2 separate regions of the Zea mays genome follow, and region 2 is linked to region 1. The links are chromatin contacts, called in public Hi-C maps. All regions are on one chromosome and are shown on one strand. The core of a region is the stretch at or near the end of the contact, and the rest is flanking DNA. Distances in the headings are between cores, read along the strand shown. Region 1 holds the start of LOC100283964. Region 2 holds the start of LOC103644602.

What was found. Hi-C and Micro-C count contacts between places; a contact is called where the count stands out from the background.
Region 2: a contact with region 1 is called in a Hi-C map of ear, with 4 times the contacts expected there. The contact joins the promoter of LOC103644602 here to the promoter of LOC100283964 in region 1. A contact is called at or near these places in 6 of 25 Hi-C or Micro-C datasets (bundle sheath, ear, leaf and 1 more).

Annotation. Positions count from the first base shown.
Region 1 is chr1:45,976,157-45,982,451 of Zm-B73-REFERENCE-NAM-5.0, forward strand. LOC100283964 reads right to left here and starts at 3,356. Exons shown (of 10, transcript NM_001156862.2): 1 at 2,879-3,356; 2 at 2,126-2,211; 3 at 1,919-1,985; 4 at 974-1,116; 5 at 758-806; 6 at 464-601; 7 at 300-380; 8 at 1-130. The coding sequence starts at 3,094.
Region 2 is chr1:46,138,422-46,144,716 of Zm-B73-REFERENCE-NAM-5.0, forward strand. It overlaps LOC103644602, which reads left to right and starts at 3,165. Exons shown (of 1, transcript XM_020547121.1): 1 at 3,165-3,676. The coding sequence starts at 3,165. The coding sequence ends at 3,620. It overlaps LOC103634515 (a long non-coding RNA gene), which reads left to right and starts at 4,817. Exons shown (of 3, transcript XR_556713.2): 1 at 4,817-4,945; 2 at 5,085-5,143; 3 at 5,253-5,311.

The DNA.
Region 1 (6,295 bases), core at 2,106-4,605:
GCGCATCAACATTGGAGATGACCGGAATTCTAGGTGTTCTAATCTCAGTGGCAGCCAACGCAGATTCCAATCTTGAAACAGCTGGTTGCATGAAGCTAGTATGGAAAGCGCCAGCAACAGCTAGGCGAACCTGGAAATACAATGATTAACAATGTAAATTCCTTTGGTAGCATACTAAGATTGAAACAAAAAGGAAAATGGGACATAAGAACTGAAAACTAAAATATGGTTAACCATATAAAATTATAGATAATAATTCCACAAATATGGCTCAAGCAAAACATTGTGGGAACACCGACCGTCATTCTGGCCTTGAAGGACTTTGCTTTGGCTTCGACTACTTCAATACCTTTTACACCACCAGAAACTGCATAATTCCCCTGCAATGTATTTTTATGTACTTCGATTCATATTAATCAAGAGCCAGCATTAGGTTAACGACAATATCAGACAAAACACTTACAGGGCACAGAAAGTTTGCTATTTGAACTCTATCGTTTTCATCTACTTCGTCATTAGCAGCATCACATAGTTCTTGCACCTTTTCTGAATCCAGACCAATCACACTAACCATCGCACTATTGGCAGCATCTGAAGCATCCTACACAGATAATGAACATTAGAAATCAATCTACAAAATCAAACAAAAGAACAATCTATTAGCATTACTGTAGACTACATCCACCATAGATAATGAACATTACAATTCAATCGACAAAATCAAACAAATTATCTCATAGTGTTTCTGTAGACAAACCTGCATAGCTTCTCCTCTTAGCTTGACAAGCTTCAGTCCATCCTCAAAGCTGCATGATGATATAGGATGTGTTAGTGTGTGTAGTTGATGTACTATCAAATCCAAGTTACAGCTGCAAAAGTAAGCTTATCAATTATCATGTATGCTTTGTTCATTCCACGATGGAGATGGTTTGACATAACAAATGAGTGCTTCTGGATAGAACGAAAGGAATACCTAAAAGCACCGGCAAATGCAAGAGCGGTATACTCTCCCAAACTGAGACCACATGTAACATCTACAGAGTTAATCACATCTTGGCCTCCATCGCGTGCACGTAGTACCTCTACTGCTGCAAGGCTGGTGACATATATAGCCGGCTGCATAAAGAACATATTCAGCAGACAGAACATAGCACTTAATTGACAAGACTGCAAATATATTGTAATTCAAAGGAATAATCCTATGCAGATTTAGAGCATGTACAATGGAGATGCTTAATAAAAAAAAACTTCTCCAACCATAGCACTTGATGCTTCGAAGGTGGATAAGATGCTTAAGTTAGCAGCAATGCTTAATGTGTGTTAACAAGGAAGTTAAACCTACCGAAGCATCTTTTTGCATTGTACTCCTATTTCAAATTATAAGATCTTTTGGCTCTTCTAGATACATTGTTTTTTGCTATGCATCTAGACATAATGTATATCTAAGTGCATAGCAAAAACTATATATCCAGAAAACACAAAATATCTTGTAATTTGGAATGGAGGGAGTAGGAATGAGTAGATGCTCTGTGGTACGGCAATATTCTCTCTTCTTAAGCACACATGTCTAAACATCTTTCATTGCACATTCCCTTACACATACAAGTATGCAATACATCTTATTCTAAACAAAACTAACGAATTAATTTCTGGAGATCCCGAACAAAATTGCTAGCTTCAAAATGCAAGTATTGGTAACCAAGACAGAGAAGGGTAGTACTTAAGAACAGTGCATAAGAATCTGAGGTTTCCATGTCAAGCATATAAATGAAAAACTACATCATATAGATCAGGCAACTTGATTTTGACAGATTTAGAAGGAGAAAAATAAGTTGAATGGAAAAGAAAATGAATTAAGTTAATTAACTATGCATGTCACCACTGGTGAAAATTACTTGGGACTCAGAAATCTACTTACCTGACTGATCATTGTTGAGTCAAGCTTTTCTTTTGGTCCATTGGTGCAAAGATCCAGCAAGTCATATCTAGATTAACCAGTACAAAGGAAAGTTTTAGCGTAACCACTACTCTTTGGAAAGATGATCGCTTGTGGACTATAAATAAGTACTGCAAAAGCAGGAGAGATGAAAAAAACGTGTATATACTAATAGAGGTTTGAAGATACCCAAGGATTTCATTTGCCTGGTTGAACAATTTGGTAGCTGCTGGAACACTCTGAGCTTCTGCCCCCATTCCAACGGTTTGGGCACCCTGAAATCAAAGCATCCAGCAATAAATGGACAGTGGGGTAGGGGATAGGCATAATGATGTCGGCATAACCATAACTCAAAAGTCATTATTTAATTGGAGAACGGTGGAGGTATTTATTTTAGAATTATGCAATTACAGCACACTAAAGCACCAGATTATAAATCGACAGAAACTCTTGACACAACCGGGCATGTACAACCCACATAAATGTATCTAAGGGGATAAGTGTAAAAAATACAAAAGACGTATCTCGGTGAAGTAACGTCTCTTGCTCGGATTATTTATTGAATCCTGCATTTTTCCTGTGTTTTTGAACTAATTCCTATAAAACTCCTATACTATAAATATTAATATTTTCTTATATAACTGTGGTCAAAGTTAAAAATGATTGACTCCTCGAAAAATGAGAATGACCAACATTTGTGTACGGAGGGAGTATCCCTAAGTATCTAACTATCACACCTTAAACCTTTGTTGCCAAATTTGATGTACGTTTACTGAAACGTGCAAAAAGGTGACCATTATTGCCGGCTTCAATTCCGAAGTCAAGACATTCTACTTGCGTAAACCATCGTATAATGGCGACCATTCACAGAATTTACTCATGTGGGTAATCCACGCGCGTGCACACGGCCCGCAATTTGCAAAAAAGAGGGCCTCAGCGTACCTGGCCGGGGAAGAGGAAAGCGGTGGTGGGCTTATAGTCGGCGAAGAGCGCGTCGGCGCCCACTGCAACCTCGGAGCCGAGCGACACCCTGACCGACGAATACCTAGATCTGGAAGATAGCGCCACCCTCGCGGTCGCCGGCGCGGCAGCCCTGGCCCGGCGCCCCGCGAGCGGGGCCGGCGCGGAGGGCCTGAGGATGGCGAGCATGGAGGCCATTGGAGAGCCCGGAGCTAGGCGGAGGCGGCAAGTCGGGAGGCGCGGCAGCGGTAAGCGCGAGGGGCGAAGAGCATGCGAGTGCGAACTGCGAAGTGCCAAGCTTTGTAACTGTGTACAGGTGGGGGGAGATGGCTGGAGGCTGGAGCTGTCCAGATGGAGGGCAGGCGGAGCTCACGAGGACGGACGAGGTGAGCGAGGACGACAGCGCCACAGCGGTGTGCTGGGACGAGTTGCGCGAGGCAGGCCGAGAAAATGGGCTTGATGGTTTCAGGACAACCTAGGCAAAGACGGGTTACTGGGCTTTCTAAGGCTTGCGTTTTCGTCGGGTTTAGGTACTCAATGGGCTTGTTTAGTTAGGTCATAGACGGCCGTTGTCTTGAAGTTTTAACTAGGTTTATAGCCCTAAATGATATGTGTAACGATCGGGTCCATTCTGCATCAACGATTCTCTTTTTTAAAACCGTGTTCATCGCCTCCATCCAAAAAAAACGCCTCGCATTTTCAGTATGGCGCGTTGGCAGATGAGCGAACGGCCCGGCGTAGGTTCGATCCTAGGATCCACACTATACCTCACATTAGAACTTGTTCGGTTATTTATATTCTATGTGTATTATAAAATTATAAAATATTTTGATTTATTTAGAATTTAAACCTACTCAATCTTGAGAGCAAAACGAACAAGCACTTAAAGATTTTCCCGGTTTAGTATATACACGTGTGCATGTTTAGTAGTATTGCGTGTGTCGCACGTACTAGAGGTCTAGGCCTCTCAATGTCTTTCTAATATTTGTATTGGATGCGCACAAATGTGTGCGCGCGTGATTGTATTCGTGACATCCTTGTACCTGATAAAAACTAAAATTTAAATTTAGTTTATCTAAAAATTAGAATTGGTAATATAAAATACCGAATATGTATTATTAGATCAGTTATGCAATATATATATATATATATATTTTATAGTAAACACATTTATAGATATATAATATGTTTATATTATTTTTATAAATCTAGTCAAACTAAAATTAATTGGCTCATGGTATTTTATTAATATAATTGGTTAAATTTAAAATATGATGCTATGTTAGAATTGTGTTTTTTATATAGAGAGAGTGTACTTTTATGATATCTTCTTCTACTATATAAAGCACAATTTTCACGTTTTTCGCTATCGTCGTGCTCCCAAAATTTAAATGATAAAAAACTAAACTTTTATATAAATGAGGATTTAAACCATGGTTGTCAACTCTAAACCCATATCCACACTCACTTCGCCAACAAAATACATACATTTTTATATTTTATATTCTATATTTAATAAATAGAAAGAGCTGTAACACACTTTGTTAGTTCTGTTAAAAGTGGCTCTCTCGAATTGGGACTTTGACTACCAGACACCTGTCAAATTCTATATTTCTATTGCGTCAAGGTCCCATCTTTCGTCCACGAGGAAATAGGCACGTTAGAGCATATCAACAGCTCTCTAGAAAATGACTCATCAAAATCAGTTTTAAGGGGTATCTAAAAAATTAGTGGGGTAGATTTTAATCCCTTATTCAACAGATTCCTTAAAACGACAAATTATTTTTAGGGAGCCCAAAAATGAAGGAGTTTTAAGGGCTATGAAAAGGTTATAAACGTTTTAGGAAAACTGTTGTAGACACGTTTTTATGTTTTTTTTCCAAAAAAATTTGATTTAGGAGAGACTTCTGGTAAACTTTTGGAGATACTCTTAGGCCCGGTGACACTTTGGCGCTAGTGTGGATTTCATCAGATTCATCGAACGGAAGAGGATCACGTCGAAAGGGAGTGAGGTGCAAGTGCAAGTGGCGCTCACAATCCCATCGGCCACCAACAACCGCGCCCCTCCATTTGCCATTGCCAGCACGGATCACAGCTGGGGTCAGAGACGGCGACGCGAGGACGCGAAAAAGACGACGACGAAATCGGGAAAGGCTCAAAGGCATAAGCGAAGCGACGTACGCTTTGGAATATACGGTGCGGCAGCTAGAATCGAAACGCCAGCAGTCCATGTTGCAGTTGCAGTTTCCCTTGCACACCGCGCGCTCCTTTTACTCGCGCCAGGCAATTGTTGATGTTACCACTTCAATTTTTACCCCGGTAGAAGTTTTCTTTTCATTTATTTACTACAACAAAAAGAACGGACAGATAGGAATGAAAGCAAGCGACGTTTTCCAGAGCAGCGTGCAAGTTCCTATCCTATCACTTGGCCTTTGCCAGGTGCTTTTTATCTTCGCTGAGAAAGAGGTTCAAGATCAACATTGTTTGGCTTACACGCCACTTTCTTTTGCGAAAAGAAAATTCCACAGTTCATGCAGATGTTGGATTTACAGACTTGACCTAACTAAGAAATTTAATTAAATCTTAGAAAAATCATAAAAGCCCACATATAACGAGGGAGTTAGCTATCCCATCGCGACCTTATCGGATCACGATCAAATCAGATCGTGAGTTTGTCGCTTCGTAGACGTGGTCCTATATAAGATGTATGCTAGCCCTTGCTAGAGACTATCTCATCCCAACCACGTGTTAGTTTTTTTTGACTCTGCTTACTGCTGTGTCGCCGTTGTGGTTTTCTTCATCCCGAGTACCGACGTGTATCTGCGATCAGGAGAGCAGGTCTTCAGAACCTGTCACATTCGAGATCCTGCACGGGGAGAGGGCGAATAAAGTTTTTGGGAACGACTGCTCGGGTTCTTCTCGTTGACTCTACTGCTTCGACGTCGTCGACCTTACTGCTTCGACCCATGTCGTTTACCAGTATGTCTGATCAGTACATATCATCTGATTTGACATCATACTCCGGTTCATTTATTATGGTAGAGATGTGCTGTATTTTTATAATTATGTTGTTAGGTAATCTGTTAGGTTACTTGTTGTGAAACATACACCTAGACTATTTATTGTTGGTTATGATTTATATTCGAAATTTAATATACAATATGTCTAATTTATCAACAATCCAAAAATCTTATTGTAGACAATTTCCTGGTTTAACTATGGCTAGTTTTGCCGACGCGTTGAAGCCAGAAAAATTCTTTGGTATGCACTTCAAGAGGTGGCAAGCCAAGGTCACGCTCTGTCTTACTGTTATAAATGTGTTTCATGTTAGTAAAGGCAAACATCAGGTGTACTGACTCCCAAGAGGAGAAAAATATGACGATGTCAATACTATCTTTA
Region 2 (6,295 bases), core at 1,915-4,414, 160 kb after region 1:
ATTTTTCACCCCAAATATATTCATCCACTTAAGCGTCCCAACTTCCAAGTGAATTGCAATGATTTGGGCCTTTAAATCCTGCTTGTGGAACAAAAACATTGTAAAGAGAAAATAGACCAAATGTAAATGCAACAAAATGTCCTTACAAAGGCATATATCATACATTATGATACAGTCCAGGTTGCATCAAACAACTCAATTAGATACAAGATGTGCACATGTCATATGCACTCAGACATACAGAGAACGAGATGTGAGGGTTCATACCACGATTTCTTCATGTAACATGAACGTTTGGGTAAAGAACTCATAACCAAATGGTTCTAAATCACAATCATTGGTGGCAGTGGCGGAGCTCGGTTGGGCGTTCTCAAAAGCTGCGTCGGTGACTCGGTAGAGGCGAGCCACGAACAGGGGCGGGGGGCATGGGGCAATGGAGCTAGGCATCTAGCGGAGGCGCAGTGTAGGCGGCTCGCTCGATGGATACGGGGAGCAGAGAGCATGGGTTAAGGATTATGATTTTTCATTGTCGATCTCTTCTTAGGCTTGGTCAAAGTATTTCCCAAGCCATACTGGACCGTCCACCCTAGGTTAGGGAGTAGTAGATACAATAACCGTTGTCCAAGCAAGCCTTTTGTATAAGCGTGCTTGTGTGTTTCTAGATTGTGGTTGCATATTTAACAGTAAACCTCTCACCAGCTCACGCAACCTCGTTTTGCATATCCAGTGAGCCTTTCCGTTACGCAAGCTGATAAAAAGTTCAAGTGTTAAATTACAACTACATTTGAATCACAATTTAAAGTCCAAGCTAAATAGTGGCAATTCACAATTATGTTTTACATGTGGTTCCTCCTTCCTCTCCGTGCCTATGATTAGAGCCCATTTGACAGGGCCTAGGCTCTGACTTTTCTCTAGAAAAAGTCAGAGCCCTGTCAAATACTTTTTTAAACGGCTTACTATGAAAAGTATCTAAAAGCCAGAGTCATTTTTTATACTACGGAGAAAAAGTCATAAATAATAATTTTATTGGCTCTGGCTCTGACACTTTAATACGGGGAAATGAGTGGATTTATGATAAGTCATTTCTACCAAACAATTTGCGAAATGACTTTAACTCTATAAAAAGCTGATTTTCAGAGGGAAAAAAGCAGTGCTAGATTTGTTTTTGGGCAATCTAGGCCCTCCCAAACGAACCTTGGGCCGGCGAACGCGTATGCTACTTGTGGGCTTGGCCTCCTCGCACGCGGCCTCTCTTCTCGGACAGGCCACAATGCTTGACGCTGTATCACCTCTTCGTCGGTATGTCGAGAAGCATCTGCGATAGCACTTTCATTGAGACATGCTGTACATGCTAGCGACAAACCAATAAAAGGTCTGGACAGATCTCAAGTCTAAACTCTGAAGACGTGGTATTTAGTTTTTTTAGAATACGTAAATAATTTGTACATTATTATAGTAAAAGTAGAAGAGTTTATTTCGTTTAAATGATGTGCTCTTAGTAAGTTTATAATAAAGTCAACTGGTGTCTATAAGAATCTTTAGTCTATTTAGCTTTTCAGTATTAATATAGAATATTACTTGTCTCTTATAATGTTTATTGGTTCTTGTGTGGAAGCTGGTTATAAGTTTACAGCTCATAAACGAGTTTAAGTTTTGATATTATTACACAGATAGTGAAACAACAAAAAGACATGGTGAGAGCCTTCTGCGATGCTGGCTTTGTTTGATCTGGCGATTGAAATCTACCGGGGACAAGAGGAGCTGCCCCCACTCACTTTTAGGATGTTTGGTTTGAGAAATATGTTAGTCTATTTTTTATTTAGTTTATGAAAAGAATGAGTTAATACACTACCGCTTCATTTTTTATAGTTAGTTAGTACTAACATGAGGAATAAAGTCATTTTTACTAAATTTGAAGAATAGATTTATAATGCACCACTTTAAACCAAACACTTTTTATTGTTGCCGTTCTATGTTCTCATGAAATTGCTGGGTCCGTACCTAGTAGTCTAGTACCCTGACGTGGTATTTAGTTTTTTTTTTCAAAACGTGATACGATAGTGTATGATCCCTCAGATACTTTTCAAGTTTCAACACAGTCACCTTTTTTTAGGTAGTCCGTTATAAAACCATATTTTTAACCTCTCTCAACCTGTAAAACCATTTGTTTACCCGTGAGCGGTTTTGTCACGTCGACTAGGCAAGGTAAGCTAGACTTCATCTCTACTAACTATTAAGACGATAGTGTAGACCGTCTCGCGTGCCCCCGCCTCCCCCCTCTGCGCGTGCCCCCGCCTCCGCCCACGCGCAACCAATTCGCCTGGCTTGCCCTCGCCCGCCCATCGCTCGGAGCCGATACAAGGCTAGGGCAATCCATCTGGTCCGAATCCGCATGCGCCCGCGACCGCCGCCGCCCGTCGCCACCTGAACTCGAACCCCTGGCCGGAGTGTGCGGCCCGCGCCCGCCTATGGACGAGTACCAGACGCGCCGGTCGCTGGCGGGCGCCCTCCTCTCTGCACGTGCTCCCCTCCCCCCCACCCCCCCGACCGCGGCAATGGCGGCCGCATGACCCGCGCCCCCTCCCCACTGCAAATCCCTCCCCTGCGTTCCTCCTCGTCCTCTTCCTCGCCTCCTGCGCTCCGCCCGTCGCGCCGTCCTCGCGGAGCTTCCAAAGCCCCCAGTCCCCAATGGACTCCTCCCCATTTGCTCCATCACGGCTCAAATACTCCGCCTGCATCTCCAAAGCACATTGCTCCCTCTGGCTTCCTGCCTCCTCTTCGGCTACTTCGCGTCCCGACGCCCCCTCATGGCCACCGCCACCGCAGTAGCAGTCTCCTCCACCGCTTGCTCGACCTGACCACCGGGTCCTGCCCCGAAGCAGGCGGGGACGGTGACAGCGACGCCGTGGGAGGCGTCGGGTTGGCGTCCGTTGGGGCCACAGAGCCTTCCCGCGAGCCGAGCTGGAGCTTCAGCACGCTGCTTCCCCCAGCCCCCTGACGGTGCTCCTCGGCCGCGTGCTGGGGTTGGGGCTGGCCACCGGCGAGGCGGAGCGCATCGGTCCAGTGATTTTTCATTTGTGCATTGCTGCAACACTTTGTATAATAGTCTGTGGTTTTATGGGCAGGTAGATCGGTCCGGTGATTTTTCAGCTGCTCTTGGTGCGATGGCAGCTGACTCCACCATGGGGTTTCACCAGGGGATCACCGCCTCGCTGTACAACCATCACATGCTCTCGTTCCAGTCCAACAACGATGTCGGCATCGACGGCGGCGACGACGCTACCGGTGGCATGGTCATGGCCCCGGGGAGTGTGAGTGGGGGCAGTGGCAACGCCGGGCTGTTCCTCTCCCCAAACACAGGGGTCGTCGGCAACGCACCGGGGGTTGCCCCATCAAGGAACTCGTCGGGGGATGCGTTCCGTGGCACTGGGACGCCCAAGTATAAGTATGTCACTGGTTCTCCTTCCGATTGGAGTGACTGTGAGGTAGACATACTGAACGAAGGGCTTGTGAGGTTAATTCATTCCCCTATTTGCTTCCTGAATTGCTTTTGCCTGTACTGTACTTTTCTCTACTATTGCACATATGGAACTTGGTTTGCTTTCTTTTCGCACCTTTAATGTGTTCCAAGGTTGTGGAGCACCAATTACGAACCTAAAGCAATTATTACGCAACCAGACCTTTAATGTGTTCCAAGGGTGCCAAGGAGAATGCAAGGCGGGCGCTGACGCTGCTATTCAGATTAAGGCAGGCGCTGACGCGGCCATGACTCTCATGTTGTTTGAACTGTTACACTAATAATTCTTTGCTAATTCTTAGGTTGGAGACTTTGGGTTGTCAAGGATCAAGCGCAACACTCAGGTTTCTGGTGGTGTCTGTGGCACTCTTCCATGGATGGCACCAGAGCTACTGAATGGCAGCAGCAACAAAGTCTCTGAGAAAGCAAGTTTTTTTTTCCGACCATACTCCTGATAGCTCTTTGCATATGGAACCAGTGGCGCGGGCTCCTCAGGCCAGCCTCCTCTCTCATCCAACTGCAGGTAAATTTGGCTTAGTCGTTTTGATTGGAGAGAAGTGGATTTATGTCCGAGCGAGAGGACAGGGGCGAGGGGCACGCTAGGAGACCTAGCCGGTCCAGCAGCTTCGGCGGCCACCGTGGAGGCGGAGTCGGTGGCGCAGGCAAGGGCGGCGCGGGCTCCTCAGGCCAGCCTCCTCTCTCATCCAACCGCAGGTAAATAACTGCCCCTGATTACAGCGACAAAAAACCGCAACTGCAGACAAATAAGCTACACTGATGCAACGACAGTCACCGTAGCATGTTTAATTTTAATACAGGACCTTGTTTTTTCTCATCTCTTTTTTCCTGTGTGCTTCAGTGTTCAGTGTATGCAGCCCCTGATTACAACAATTTATCAGAGGTTGGATTCTGATTGCCCTCTGCCTCTGCCTCGCATGATTGGTTGATCTCGCCAGGGTTGATAGGGTTTTGATGAGAACTTTGGATCTTGATTGCAGCATTAGAAAGCCTGGCAATGGCCACGGCAGACACCAGAGGGTGGTGAACCAGCCTGACACCACTGGCTTCCAGCCTGCACCAGCGCCTGGCCTCCTCCAAACTCCTGCGCGCTCGCCACCTGCGCCTCAGAATGCAGCCATGCATGTTCCTGTCTCCGCATCATGGCTACAGCACCAGGGTGAGTGAGGTGTTTTGTTCCGCTATATTGTACTGTGTTTGGAATGGTGCTGTTTGGATTGATAAACGTGATGTGTTCCTTCATTTGATTGCACATGTTTTTTTATTCACCAGATCCACATGTGTCATCTTCATTGTCTGCCAGCGAGAAACCGGCTAATCCGCTGTTACCATTACCGAAAGCTACACATGCTGCTCCAAGGGCTCTACCAAAAAACTCTAACACAGCCCTTCCTCAGGGAGGATCGCAAGGTTTGCCTTACTTGCATGTGCATTTTTACCATTTATGGTGGCATTGTACACCTTCTTCTCTCTGGCTATTCAAACCATATTTTAGATAGGTTATACTGCATCATTAACCACCTTCTTCTTGTTGTCTATTTCTTTTCAGGAGAAACATCAAAGGGGTTTAACTTTCAGTTTGGTAGTATAAATATGAATGGGCTACCGGTATGATTTTGTTATCTATTTTTTTTCTCCAGCTTGGGTCATGTAGCTCTCTGTATTAGCAATTACCTTTTGCTTTCTACTTACATTACATCTATACAATTTTGTACAGCAATTTCCTGCCAGGACAAGCTCAACTCCTCCAAATTTGGATGAACAAAAACGTAAGCAGCTATCTTGTCTTCTCTTGTTTATATGATATTCTGATGTATGTATTCTTATTTGTTGGTTCAGTGCTTTTTTATTGGACTGCTAGAACCTACAAAAACATTGAAGTCCCATGACTAATTTGCCTTCCGGAGCATAGCCAGTTCCTTTTGCGTGTGTTATTGGTTTTGATTTGTGGGATATTATTTTTGTTTCAGATAGCAATGTATAGTTTTGTGTTGGTATTTTGCTTGTGTCTAGCTATACTTAAAGGAGATCTCTTGGATGAACTGAAGTTATTCAAATGGATTCTTCTTTTTAGCATTTTTCTCACTAGCATACATCCTCTATATTTGAATTGATTGCTTTTGAATTTCATGTAAATTTTACTGTCTTTTTTAAGTGCACATAATACAAAAGAGGATAAGGATATATCTATACTACTATATTAAGGTTGTAAGGGGTAGCCTGCCTCCACCTGGTTCTGCCTCAAGCCAATCTGGACCGTCCATCTATATCCATCAAATCAGCACCGTCCATCCGTGCGTCACGCCTCCTCCCCATTTCCTCCGCCTCCTCTCCCACTATTCAGTTGCAGACTTGCAGTAGGTTCTCCCTCCTCACCATTTCCTCCGCCTCCTCTCTTGCTCATTGGCCAGATCAATCTGCCTCTGCCGCATGTGCTCCCTCCCCATGCCCCGTCTTGCAGTCTCGCCACACCTCACCGTGGCTGGGAAACGGAGGGCCACAAGCCCACAACTCTCGTGCAGGCTTCTCTCCCCTCTCTGCCCTTCCCGAAGCTGCACGGTGCAGGTCGCGCTCTCTCCACAGAGTCCCGCTCTACGCACGCTGCCCTCGTCGCCGGCGAGGTGGCTGTGCTGCTGCATACTCCCCTGGTTCCCACCCTGGAACCGGCCACCCTCTCCTGCTCCGCGACCTCGAGGTATCTCCGTCTCCCAGTGACGCTACTTTTCGCTGCTGCTACTGCAGGCTAACTGTGTCGGTTTA